2 separate regions of the Pan troglodytes genome follow, and region 2 is linked to region 1. The links are chromatin contacts, called in public Hi-C maps. All regions are on one chromosome and are shown on one strand. The core of a region is the stretch at or near the end of the contact, and the rest is flanking DNA. Distances in the headings are between cores, read along the strand shown. Region 1 overlaps LOC134807897 (a long non-coding RNA gene). Region 2 overlaps SERTAD2 (SERTA domain containing 2).

Region 1 (3,030 bases), core at 141-2,640:
AAAAGAATTCATAAGAACATCAGGCCTGGGCCGGTGGGCGCCTCTCCCTCTGTCTGCTCAGGGACTCCCCAGTCACTTCCTGCTGTTGGATTCATCCAGGGTGAGGACCTGGGGGGGCTGCCAGGCCCTGAAGTCCAAGCTCAGGGAAGCGAGAGCACTTTACCTCTGTGACATTGTTGGTGTGAGCCAAGGCTGCGGGTTCCAGGAGCCAACTTGGGATACTGTTCAGGACATGACACAGAAGTGAAGAACTCAGGGAACTTCATATGTCCCCATCACCATAGGTGACCTGTGCCCTGCCATCATGGGGGGTGACGGGAGGCTATGAATGTTAACATAATGCAGACTGACAAAGACATCCTCTTTTGTCTTCCTTCCTCTTTGAGACTAGAATGTATTTTCTGAGCTCTGCTTTGCTTTTCTTTTGGGTACCATGACCCAAGGTACAGTATAAATACATCAGTATTTGTAGCCTGTAGAAGGTCACTCAAGAATGTGCATTTGTAACCATCTGGGGAGAAAATAGGCTTTGTCAGTGAGTGTTTCCTCTGGTACACTTATTACACTCTAGCGAGTATCATGTACGGGAGATGAAACAGGCAGCTGAAAGGTGTCCCGCCTGTGCACCTTCCTGCTGGCCCAGCGTCTATTTCCAGCCTCCTCTCCCAGGGTTGCTGAAACCCGGAGTTGATTTCTACACTGGAAGTTAGGAGCTGCAGGAAACGCCTCGTGCCGTGCCGGGGACGTGGAGGAAAGCCAAGTGCCCTTGATAGGCTCCTCCTCTGGAGCTAGGGAGTTCCCTGGATGGTGGCAGGAGGAGCTGCGGTTCTGCAGCTGCTGCGGGCGGGGCAGCTGCTGGCGGCACTGTGTCTTGGGTTTGACCTTGACCCCTGGGCAACACAGGGAGACTTTCACACCCTTCACCCTTGCATCACTCCACTCAGAGGTGCGCAGGGCCCAGCCCCAGCTACAGATGAGGAGACTGAGGCTCGGAGGCTCTCGGACCGCCCAAGGTCTCTGGGCAGATCAAACGGTGGAGAGAGGCCAGAGCCAAGTGCCTTGGCTCCCGGGCTGGGAGAGTCCCCGGCGTGGCCCTCTGGAGGCCGCCGTCTGCGACTGCCCGGGCGCCCTGGGGCGGCAGCCTGGCCTCCTGGGCTCGAGGCAGGGGGCAGAGGTGTCCCGGCGGGGCCGGGGCCGGGACACGAAGAGGGCGGCGAGCAGGGGCTGAGAACTGGAGCCGGTTTGTGCTCGCGCGCCTGCAGGCCCTTTGCCTCTGGCGCCCCCGCTCCAGCCCAGCGGGGGCGGCGCCGAGAGGGGCCCACGGCCCAGACGGAGGCTCGGGCTGCGTCCATTGGCGGCCGCAGCCCCGGGGCGGGAGGGGGAGCGGCCCGGCGTCGGGTTACCGGGGACCAGCACGGCAGCTGGCCCCGGGAGGCAGCCGCGGGGTGAGGGTGCATTCTTGGATTCCTGGCCGCGAAGGGAAACCAGACCGCAGTTGTATCCAACGCAATCAACAAACATGATGTGTCAAGTGCTGTATTGCACTTGAGCGGGTGTAAAATGGTAGAGCTGGGGTTCCTGCCCAAACGTTCGTCTAATTGAGGAAATAAGAAATCCACAGAGAAGAAGAACGCTGGAGATACCGGGAAGGAGATAATAAACCCCGAGAACCACGACCAACCGAATTTAGAGGGGTTCCTGGAAAGGGAAGTCTGTTTTTCCCCAAAATCTTCTGGAAAGCTTCCACAACAGGGCGAGGTGAGGGTATCCGACCTGCCACCTCCCTCCAGGGCCTGTCACCTGCCCCAGCCGCCCCCACTCACCACAGCACACATGCCCGACCCCACACTGCTGAGCACCCAGCAGCCAACCCTGCCTCCACCCTGCCTGCGCTCCCCAGTCTTACCCCAGGCCTCTACTCTCAAGCTCCTCCAAAACTAGGACCCTCACTTTCTTCTTCCAGAAGCCCACCTGCCCCCAGGACGCTGCTGCCCTATAGCCCTCTCCAGTAGAGGCTCTTTTCTCCCTCCAGCTATGCAGCTCAGGGCCTGAAGATGTACTCCGCATTCATCACTGAAGTTTCTAAACGGTTTCTCCTTCCTCTTTCAAAAGCCCGGCCTCTTAGCGCAGCGAAACTACTAGATGTGATACTATAATGGTATAAATGTCATAATACATTTGTTCAAACCTATAGAATGTACAACAGCAAAAGTAACGTAAAGTAAGAATAAAGCATTCACATCAATGTAAACTGTGGACTCGGGGTGATAATGTGTCACTTAGGTTCATCAATTGTAACAAATGCTGGTGGGGAATGTTGATAGTGGGGGACACTGCTCCCAGGAGGGTGGATATATAGAACTCTGGATTTTCCACTCAATTTTGCTGTGAATCTGAAACTACTCTAAAAAGTATTAAAAATTAAAAATATTTAATTAAAAAAGCCACCAATCACCCCTCCTAGTTAATGTCATCTGTCACCCTCCTAGTCACTTCCCCCAACCCTTGATTATTTTAGTATCAGGCTCTATCTCCTTTCATATCATCATTTTTGGTGACTTCAGCATCTATGCTGATGACCCGCCCAACACTCCGATCTCTAAGACTGTTAATATCCTTAGCCCTAGCAGAATATTCCTCCTGCCCTGCCTCAGCCTCCTGGTCATATGCTAGATCTTGGAACCATGAATGTCTACACCATCTCTAAACTCTCAGATCCAGAGATCCCTTCACCTATCAGTCCTCCAGGTCACTTACTTTAGTTCTTGGACTCAGCAATTTTCCCATCTCAGACCTCTATTCCATGACTCTCCTGTTTTCTCATGACATCTCCCCCCTCAGGCCTTCATTCTCAGCCAGCTGAGAACTGAAACTCCATGCTCCAGCACACAAAATCTCCCTGGCAAACATGCCTACCGTCCTTGCTCTGGTCTCTCTCCATTGTATTCACTGGGCGAAAACCCAGCTGTGGTTAAATCAAACTGTTTACTTCACACCTGCACCTGAGCAATTGAACACCACTAAAGAAAA
Region 2 (3,030 bases), core at 237-2,736, 210 kb before region 1:
AATTAAGTGGTATGTTGTTTTAAAAGTCAGGTAACAAGGCAACACTGAACTACAGTGTCTGCCGTGGTGTACGGGCGGCTAGTGGGGTGAGCTGGCCATGCTCTGCCGCTCACCTGGGTGGAGAGCACAGCTGGGGCCTGCCTCATGATGAGTCACCGGCCTGCACACGCGGGATCCTGCACGGCTCTACATGCACGCTATACTTCAACAGGAACGTTTTCAAAACGCTAGCTAACAGCTCTCAGGAAAAAGGCTCCTAATTCAAAGGGGAGCTTTAACAAGCTGTATCCCTTGGCAGGGCAAGGTGGCTCACGCCTGTAATCCCAGCACTTTGGAAGGCCGAGGCGGGTGGATCACGAGGTCAGGAGATCGAGACCACCCTGGCTAACACGGTGAAACCCCATCTCTACTAAAAATACAAAAAATTAGCCAGGCGGTGGCGGGTACCTGTAGTCCCAGCTACTCAGGAGGCTGAGGCAGGAGAATGGCGTGAACCCGGGAGGCGGAGTTTGCAGTGAGCCGAGATCGCGCCACTGCACTCCAGCCTGGGTGACAGAGTAAAACTCCGTCTCCAAAAAAACAAAACAAAACAAAACAAAAAAAACACCAAGCTGTATCCCTAACCTCATCAGACACACTGTCCCATATGGCTGCTGGTGTGACCACTGGTTGCTGACAAGTCCAGAGGTGTCAATGCTAACGCTAAAACCAGAAAGATGAGGCCTTTAACCCAACGCCAACACTCAAAAGTAGTGATCTGCCCTCATGTACCCACCTCTTTGGAAGAAAAAAGAAGTGTGGCGATTGTCTTATGAGAAGGCTGGCAGCGGTCCTTCCCTTCCCCTGACATACTGTGCCACCAAAGCCCACAGCCCTAAGTGGAAACACATTCATTCTCCTGGTGTCTTTTGGTGGTGGTGGTAGAGGAAAGGGGTGCCCCTGGTAAAATTAGCTGGGCATGTGGCAGACTTCTGAGCCGAAAAGAGGCTCAAAGTAGGGCCAGGATTGTTTTGAGACAACTTCTGAAACACAGAATACGCTGTTTCTCTTCTCTTCACTCCACAGGCTGGTCTCCCAGTGCGTTTAGGACCCTGCTTTTGAGGCATCCAAGTGGGAGAGCCTCTGTTCATGACAAAAGGGAACCTCCCACCAGCCTGAGGGCGGGACGCTGAGGACCCCAGAGCCCTGCCTCCAGGCTGCTGTCGTAGTGTGACACAGCAACTTCCGAGCAGGAAGGAGAAGCCCGATCCTAACTGGGGGAAGCTGTTTGCTTAGACAACTTTCTACACTTCAAATATTACACCTTAAACAACACACTGGACTAAGAAATCTGATCATGTCCAGGCTTTTAACACCCTCCTCCCCCAAGGAACAATAAAACACACCAGCGAAAACAAAGAGGCTGCCCTGAAAAGGTTGCAGTGGTGGATGATACTGGCAGAATCAGAAAGGAAGCTAAGAGAAACAGGCGCGTCCTCAGCCGGGCCTCGCGTGTCCTGACACTGCAGCAGGCACGGGATGTGGGCTGTCCCCTCCAGCACGGTGCGGGAAGGTGCTGGGGTATCCAAACAGCAAAAGCAAACCTGAGACCCCAAAACAACTGCGTCTGGCCCAGGGGAGTGGGCAAAAATTCCAACAGGGAGAGACCGTCTCTGGCTTATTTACAGACAGGGTATAAGGATGCCCAAAGACAAGGCGGAGTATTAGTAACAGAACTCATGAAGTTCTATGGATCGGGATGCTTTTTTTTTAAAAAAAAAAACACACACCAAAGCTCATCCAGAATGTCTGAGGTCCCTGCAGTAACATCCATGCTAATTGGTAAGTAAGACAAAGCCTCCCCTAACAAATCAGCAATGTAATTATAAAGCCAGTCACTAGATCAAGCCAGTCTCCTGTGCTCCAGCGATATTCTGAACCTGTAACCCGATACCACTGTTTGCTGCCGGCGCCTCCTCCGGGCTCTCCCGCTGCGCACCGGCCGCGCGGGGGCCCGCAGGGCAACGCAGCCTAGGCTGTTTGTGCAAGATGAGACCCTGCATTTGACGAAGACCTGCAGGAGCAATCCTCCCGGCTTTCTTGACAGTGAAGAAGAAGAAGAAGAAGAAAAAAAAAGCCTGACGATACACTGAAATTCGAACAGGAAGTCAAGCCCCAAGTAAATTTAAGAAACAACTTTTACTGTTTGGGGTTGTTTTCTAAAGTCCAAATTTTTAAAATTCTAGTTTCTCCTCTCAGATTTTTACATGCTCCTATTAAATTGAAGGCAATTTCCAATACTGGAGGTTTGTCAAATATAAACTTTTCTCCTAGTAAAATAATTTTTTTAAAATGTTGACAGCTGCATTTAGTAAGCAAAAACATAGTCAAATTCTGGGAGGGAATGTTTCAAGTAAATATTTCTTTAGAATAAATTATGGCCTTGTTAGTACACATCTGGAAAGAGAATAGGCTTTTTAGAATATAAATGTCAAGTGGTATAAAATGTTTCTTATATCCTGTCTTAGTGGTTCCTCTGCCAGCTGGGAATTTTAAGTTTTAATCCCAACTCTTATGAAGCTATGGACACCAATTACCTTCTTCCAAGGACAATGAGAATGCTGCCAATTGTTTTATTTTATCTAAGGATTCTGGCTAAAAGTATGGTACACTTGATTTAAAAAAAAATTAGAAAGAAAAATGCTTTTGTTTTCTCAGTTTTAAGGAATTTTTTTAATTTATAAGGAAAAAGGATTACTTGGGAATGGCACACTTAATTCAAGTAAAAGGTTGAGTAGAATTATACAGTTTCTAACCTTAACAAAAACATAATATGCTCTGATGCCTGGAATTTGCTTTAAAATACTCCAAAACAAACAAACAAACAAAAAACCCAAAACCTGGCCATGTAGATGAAACAAGATTTGACAAAATGTTGATACCTGCTGAGTCTGGCTGATAAGTACAAGGCGGTGCTTTGTACTCTTCCTTTTACTTTTGAATGTGTTTGGAATTTTCCATAATAAAAAGTTAAAAACCACAACACGCCAA

What was found. A called contact is a pair of places that touch in the nucleus more often than the background predicts.
Region 2: a contact with region 1 is called in a Hi-C map of stem cell-derived neural progenitor cells, with 4 times the contacts expected there. The contact joins two enhancer-like sites. A contact is called at or near these places in 5 of 7 Hi-C or Micro-C datasets (blood, induced pluripotent stem cells, a lymphoblastoid cell line and 1 more), 1 of 1 datasets of contacts at active chromatin or transcription factors (stem cell-derived excitatory neurons) and 1 of 1 other capture datasets (stem cell-derived neural stem cells).

What each region holds. Positions count from the first base shown.
Region 1 is chr12:57,864,556-57,867,585 of NHGRI_mPanTro3-v2.0_pri, reverse strand. The region is part of intron 1 of LOC134807897 (a long non-coding RNA gene); the gene reads right to left. Among named protein-coding and RNA genes, the nearest start is that of SERTAD2, 110 kb to the left of the region's middle. Within about 2 kb of position 1,390, at least 16 of the 24 cell types and tissues checked have an H3K27ac peak or open chromatin away from gene starts, as enhancers often do. A contact at or near this core is called in stem cell-derived excitatory neurons, stem cell-derived neural progenitor cells and stem cell-derived neural stem cells, where this site is marked.
Region 2 is chr12:58,078,982-58,082,011 of NHGRI_mPanTro3-v2.0_pri, reverse strand. The region is part of intron 1 of SERTAD2 (SERTA domain containing 2); the gene reads right to left. Among named protein-coding and RNA genes, the nearest start is that of SERTAD2, 110 kb to the right of the region's middle. Within about 2 kb of position 1,486, at least 16 of the 24 cell types and tissues checked have an H3K27ac peak or open chromatin away from gene starts, as enhancers often do. A contact at or near this core is called in stem cell-derived excitatory neurons, stem cell-derived neural progenitor cells and stem cell-derived neural stem cells, where this site is marked.